Regions from separate parts of the Ovis aries genome. Here region 1 is linked to region 2. The links are chromatin contacts, called in public Hi-C maps. All regions are on one chromosome and are shown on one strand. Each heading gives the region's core, a stretch centred on a gene start, on an enhancer-like site or on the middle of the called end of the contact. The rest is flanking DNA. Distances are from core to core; before and after follow the strand shown. Region 1 overlaps CEP112 (centrosomal protein 112). Region 2 has its middle 120 kb from the start of RGS9.

The links. Hi-C and Micro-C count contacts between places; a contact is called where the count stands out from the background.
Region 1: a contact with region 2 is called in a Hi-C map of mixed tissues, with 3 times the contacts expected there. The contact joins two enhancer-like sites. A contact is called at or near these places in 6 of 16 Hi-C or Micro-C datasets (liver, mixed tissues, muscle and 2 more).

Annotation. Positions count from the first base shown.
Region 1 is chr11:61,750,015-61,752,714 of ARS-UI_Ramb_v3.0, forward strand. It overlaps CEP112 (centrosomal protein 112), which reads right to left. Exons shown (of 25, transcript XM_060395898.1): 5 at 1-84. Among named protein-coding and RNA genes, the nearest start is that of CEP112, 34 kb to the right of the region's middle. Within about 2 kb of position 1,442, at least 9 of the 54 cell types and tissues checked have an H3K27ac peak or open chromatin away from gene starts, as enhancers often do.
Region 2 is chr11:61,265,136-61,267,835 of ARS-UI_Ramb_v3.0, forward strand. No RefSeq gene overlaps it. Among named protein-coding and RNA genes, the nearest start is that of RGS9, 120 kb to the left of the region's middle. Within about 2 kb of position 1,361, at least 6 of the 54 cell types and tissues checked have an H3K27ac peak or open chromatin away from gene starts, as enhancers often do.

The DNA of each region.
Region 1 (2,700 bases), core at 192-2,691, 480 kb after region 2:
TTTGGGGTAATAATCTGTCCATCTTCTCTGTGGGTTGGACTCATAGACTGTGATCTGGTTTGGAATTTCGCAATGCATTGTTCCCTATTAAGAGACCAAAATAGTTACAGTCAGAACTGGGGGAATTCAGAGGACATGAGGGCATTAAAATCTAGGACTACCATGTTTTTTTTCTTTTGGAAATGAGATGGTTGTTTATATTAACAGTGATATTTCAATAGCAAAGGAAAAAGAGATACAGACAATAACCACTTGTATCTCACATTTTGCTTCAATTAGGTCACAAAGCAAATAAAATGTCACCTAAATGTCACATGCTCTCTTACAAACAAATGCTGTTGTCAAGTGGGACTATAATAAACCACAGGTATTCCCCCTTTTTCTAAGAGTGGGGAGAGAAAACTTAAAGCATATCCTCTCAAAGAAGATAGTTGTTTTAAAAGGTTAGCAAGTCTTGCTGGATTCATGTTTCACGTTAAGATGAAGTCTTAAGACACATAAATAACAAAACTTCCATGTAGCTCAAAGTCTGAAAATTCCAAACCATGTCAGAAACCACGGCTAAATCAAAGCCCTGAACTTAAGATCATGCCATGCTAATAGTCCAGGTAAAATGTGATGAGCACAGCATGAACAGGAAAATGGTTTAAGCTTCCAGAGGAATCTGAACAAAAAAGATTTTCCTCCAATATAAAATATCCCAAATATACAAAGTGCCATTCTCCATATTCCACTTCAGCCTGGAGTCTCCCGTATATTTTTATTCCAGCTACTTCAGCGAAAGCTCCATGATGACAATATTTGTTCTCTGAACGGCTCCTTCAGGAGACACAAAATGAAAATGAGCCATCACTGAATGAGCCAAAGCCACTGACTTTCAGCTTCCAGCCACATCAGGATTTCCCTCCTGAGCTGTGGGCCATACTAAGCCTTTCCGAAAGACAGAATTGTAGCTCAGAAAGACAAGGTCGAGATGAATGTGGGTTTTGGTAGTTAACACGGACAGAATAACATTCCTTAGACCAGCTACTGGGTAATTTAGAATGTCTGAAAAAAAGCTGTTTTCAAGAGAGCTGTGGACTTTTTATACCCTTAATCAATAGTCCAGATATCTGAACACTTAAGAATAAATGAGAAAAAGAAATAGTGACATTTTGAGGATAATCGCATCCGTCAGTGCGCCTGAGCTGATAAGAAGCTCTTCAAACTTAGTATGTGGCAGAGACACACCAGGTGTTGGCTGCACGCTCAGAACAGATTAAACAATCATAAAAAGAGCTCTGCTAGAAATCTGGAAAAAATGCTTAACTATTAAAAGTCATTCTCACAGAAAATACTCCTGAAAAAGAGGCTGAAACACTCATCTGTCTATCACACAGGGCGCACACACAGGCCAGCATGGCCTCGCGAGTCGCGGGCACCGTCCTGGGCCGCCCCGGCTCTCTCCCTCCCAGCGAACTTGCCAGGGGGGCGGCGTCCTCGCCCCGCCCTGCCCTGCCCCTTCCAGTCGCCCTGCAGGTGCTGAGCGCGGGGTCAGCGGAGCAGAGCCCTGACGGTCCCCACCCCGCCTCCGTGGGCGGCTGCACGCGGCCCCTCCCCGCAGCCCCACCGCGCTCCAGCCGCCCCGCGCCGCCCCGACCGTGCCGGCCTCTGAGCCGGAAGCCAGGCGGCTTGGCCACAGCTCTTCCGCAGGCTCTTCTTCCTCTGCCGCCCTGATCCCTGAGCTCTGTCCAGCCTCATCTATTTTTCCGTCACGGGCTTCCCTGCTCAACTCGGTGTGTACCATTCGTTTCCACATCACAAAGGGAAACTGGTCACCAGTCTTCATCTCCAGTCCAACCTGTTCTGCTGGCCTCCGAGCCCGCGACACACACACACTGAACAGCCCTCCTTGCAATCGAGACTGCGTGCGCTCCAGTCCCCGCTGCAGCCAAGCGAGGCGGAGAGACCGCGCACGCCAGCCCCTGCCGAGGCCCTCGAGCCGAACAAGACGGGCGCCGGTGTCACTGCTGAGACCCACGCAGGACACCAACAGGGGTTCCAGTTCTTGCTACGGATAATGACGCCAGACGGAAACACAACTAACTGCTCCTCTGAGCTGCAGCGGTCCCAGAGATGGGGCCAAGGTCACGGAGATGCAGCTGGAGGTCACGGTGAGCAGGGGCACCGAGGGCAGCAGGCAGAGCTTCGCCCCCGCTTACCCCGCAGGTGCAGGCCGCCCCCCGGAGGAGCCGCTCGCGGTGCTCGCGGAGACCGCCCCAGCGGGCAGGGGCCGCGCGCAGAGGCGCCAGGCTTCCTGCGGGGATGCCGGAAGAGGGGCCGCCAACGCAGAAAGCCAGACGTCAGCCTGCCGGGGAGGTCCCCGCCCGGAGAGCGCCACCTTAGTCCTCTGAAGCGCTAAGAGTGCGGCAAATGCAAAGCCTTCCCCTGCCGCTTCTTCCCGAGGCCAGCGTTGTTAGTCACGAAGTCATGTCCAGTTCCTTGCGACCCCAGGGACTGTAGCCCGCCAGACTCTTCTGTCCATGGGAGTTCCCAGGCAAGAGTACTGGAGTGGGGTGCCATCTCCTTCTCCAGGGGATCTTCCCGACCCAGGGATTGAACCCGGGTCTCCTCTATTGCAGGCGGATTCTTTACCATCTGAGCCACCAGGGAAATGTAAAATATGTCAGCAGAAATCCAGAAGCACCCTCCCAGCACCTT
Region 2 (2,700 bases), core at 111-2,610:
GCGGCATCCCTTATATGCGGAATGTGAAAAGAAAGGGTAACAATGAGCTTACTGACAAACAGAAGCAAATTTACAGTTTAGAGAAGGAACTAATGGTTGGTGGGTCGGGGAAAGGATGAAGGGAAGGGATAGTTAGGAAGTCTGGGATGGACACGGACACACGGCTATATTTAAAATGGATAACCAGCAAGGACCTCCTGCACAGCACAGGGGACTCTGCTCAGCGTTACCTGGCAGCCTGGGTGGGAAGGGAGCTTGGAGGAGAATGGATGCATGTGTACGTATGGCTGAGTCACTTCACTGTCCACCTGGAACTGTCACAACATTGTTAATTGGGTATAAATACCCCAATACAAAATAAAAAGTTTAAGCAAATCTGCCTACCCAGCAGGCTAACATTTATTGGAAACTTCCTCTGTTGTAAACATGATTCTAATGTCACATGCCGAAATTCCCACAGCCACCGTCTGAGGGGGGCCTTAGTATCATCCTGCCTTACACTCAGGGGCGAGACACGGAGAGTCCGCGGAACTCATCTGAGACAGCACAGCGAGCCGGCAGAGAAGCCTGCACTCGGATCCAGGAAGCCTGGCCCCAGAGCGCGGCCACGGTCAGAACGCGGCACAGGCTCCCACCTTCGCTCAGAACTGCCTTTGTTTTTGGATGATGGATTAAAAAACACCTATGAACATCAACTGAGCTGGTTCTTACCTAGAACAGTTTGCTTGAGTTTACCCTGATTTCCTGCAGAGATCCTGTTGGAACCAGCAGGAAGCCTTCTGCCTCAGTCTGCTCAGAGACCCACCCCAACTCTCTACGAGCTCACAGCTTTGCCCTGTAATAAATATTTGCAGGAAAGGAGAGAAGGAGAAAAGGTGGGGGTGGGAGGGAAGTGGTCCTTATTTTAAAAGAGCAGCTTCCTTGTTGCAAGGGCAGGAGCCCTGGGCAGATGCTCAGCAGTGCTTCTGATCCTCGGCTGCGGCTCCCACATTGGAAGAGAGTCTTTTACTACAGAATCATCGTCAGTTGCTCTGCGACTCTGCGGCTCCTTAGCAGGGGGACGGCCGCGAGGAAAGCAAGAGGAGGCCGCCACTACCCTGAGACGTGGTCCCCCAGCTTCCGGGAGTGGAGCGGCCACACACAGTCGCACGGGTTGTGCACTGCACAACTGCTGGGGCGGCTGTTCCCACGGTTGTCCATTGCACGGTCGCCCTGAGCGGGAACCACGCAATCCAGCAACCACAATGCTGAGGTTTGGGTGGGGTGGGGTGAGGGTAATTGCAGGGCTATAATCATTCTGAATACAATCTGGCTTATCTGAGTGGCTCAGGGTGTAGTCCACGCCATATCACAAAGCACCAGGAGGGCCCGACACTGGCGCCTGGAAGCCTGCCCGGGCTGAGGCGAGGCCCGCGCTCCAGCGGGAGTGTCTGCAGTGGCATCGCCCTGACAGCCTGGCCCTGAGTGCCCGCTTGCTCCCAGGGTCCCGCGGCCTCCGTCAGCAGGTTGGGCCGGATCTTTCTTTGCTGTTGGGGCAAGGCTGCCGGGTGCCCTGATGGAGGTTTAGCACGTCTTTGGTCCTATCCTCAGATACAACAAAACTGCCCCCAGACTTTACCAGGAGCTTCTTGGGGAACAAAAGTGCCCGGGGTTTGCAGAGCCATGCTTTCGAGGTTAACTCAGTGTGGTCGAGGTGGTAGCTACTGGCGCACGTGGCTCTCAGGCACTTGGAATGGGGCTGGTCCAAACTGGGGGGCCCTCATTCACAAGCGATTTCAGAGAACAAAGCAAAAAAAACCCCCCAAAACCCAAAAAGAGTGCCAAAGTTCTCAGTAAGAATCTTACAGCGTTGATTACCCACGAACATGAATATCCTCTGGATCTATGGGGCTAATTAAAATAGAACATCCATTTCCTGTATTTCTTTTTTTAAAATGTGACCCCTAGAAAACTTAAAATGACCCATGAGTCTTTTCTCAACTTTTAATCGGAAGGCAATTGCTTTGCAGTGCTGTTGATTTCTGCCATACAACAATGCGAGTCAACTGTAAGGACACTTGTGTCCCTTGCTCTTGAGCCTGCCTCGCACCTACCCATCCCATCCCTCTAGGACCAATGAGTCTTGAGTGCTGCTTCTGCTGGGGAGCGCGAGGTTAGCTGTCCCTCCTCTTTTCCGGGGTCTTTCCCCCAAGGCTCAGTGGTAGGGAAGCCGCCTGCCAATGCAGGAGACTGGGGTTCAGTCCCTGGGTCGGGAAGGTCTCCTGGAGAAGGAAATGGCAGCCTGATCCGGTATTCTTGCAGGGAGAATCCCACGCACAGAGGAGCCTGGTGGGCTACCGTCCAAAGGGTCTTGAAAAGTCGGACACGACTGAGCTGCACACCCTCTGCTACTGGGGCTCCAGGGACCTCAGCAGTGACTGTGCTGGGCTTGCCTCTGTCCTGCCCCTGCTGCCCCCATCCGCACCTGGACACATCAGGCACCCCCACTTAGAAACACCCTGTGCCGGAAACGTCACGCTGTCACCAGCTCCGGGAAGAAGGGCCCAACAGGCCTGCTCCTCCACACCTGCTGGGTGGGCAGGGACCCCCGGCCCCGACCAGCGTCTGCATCCTCGTGTCCCCCGTCACGGGTTCTACGGTGCTGCCATTCTGGACCCATTCCACCGATTCCGTAGCCCTTTTCCTTCTGCTGTCTTCCAG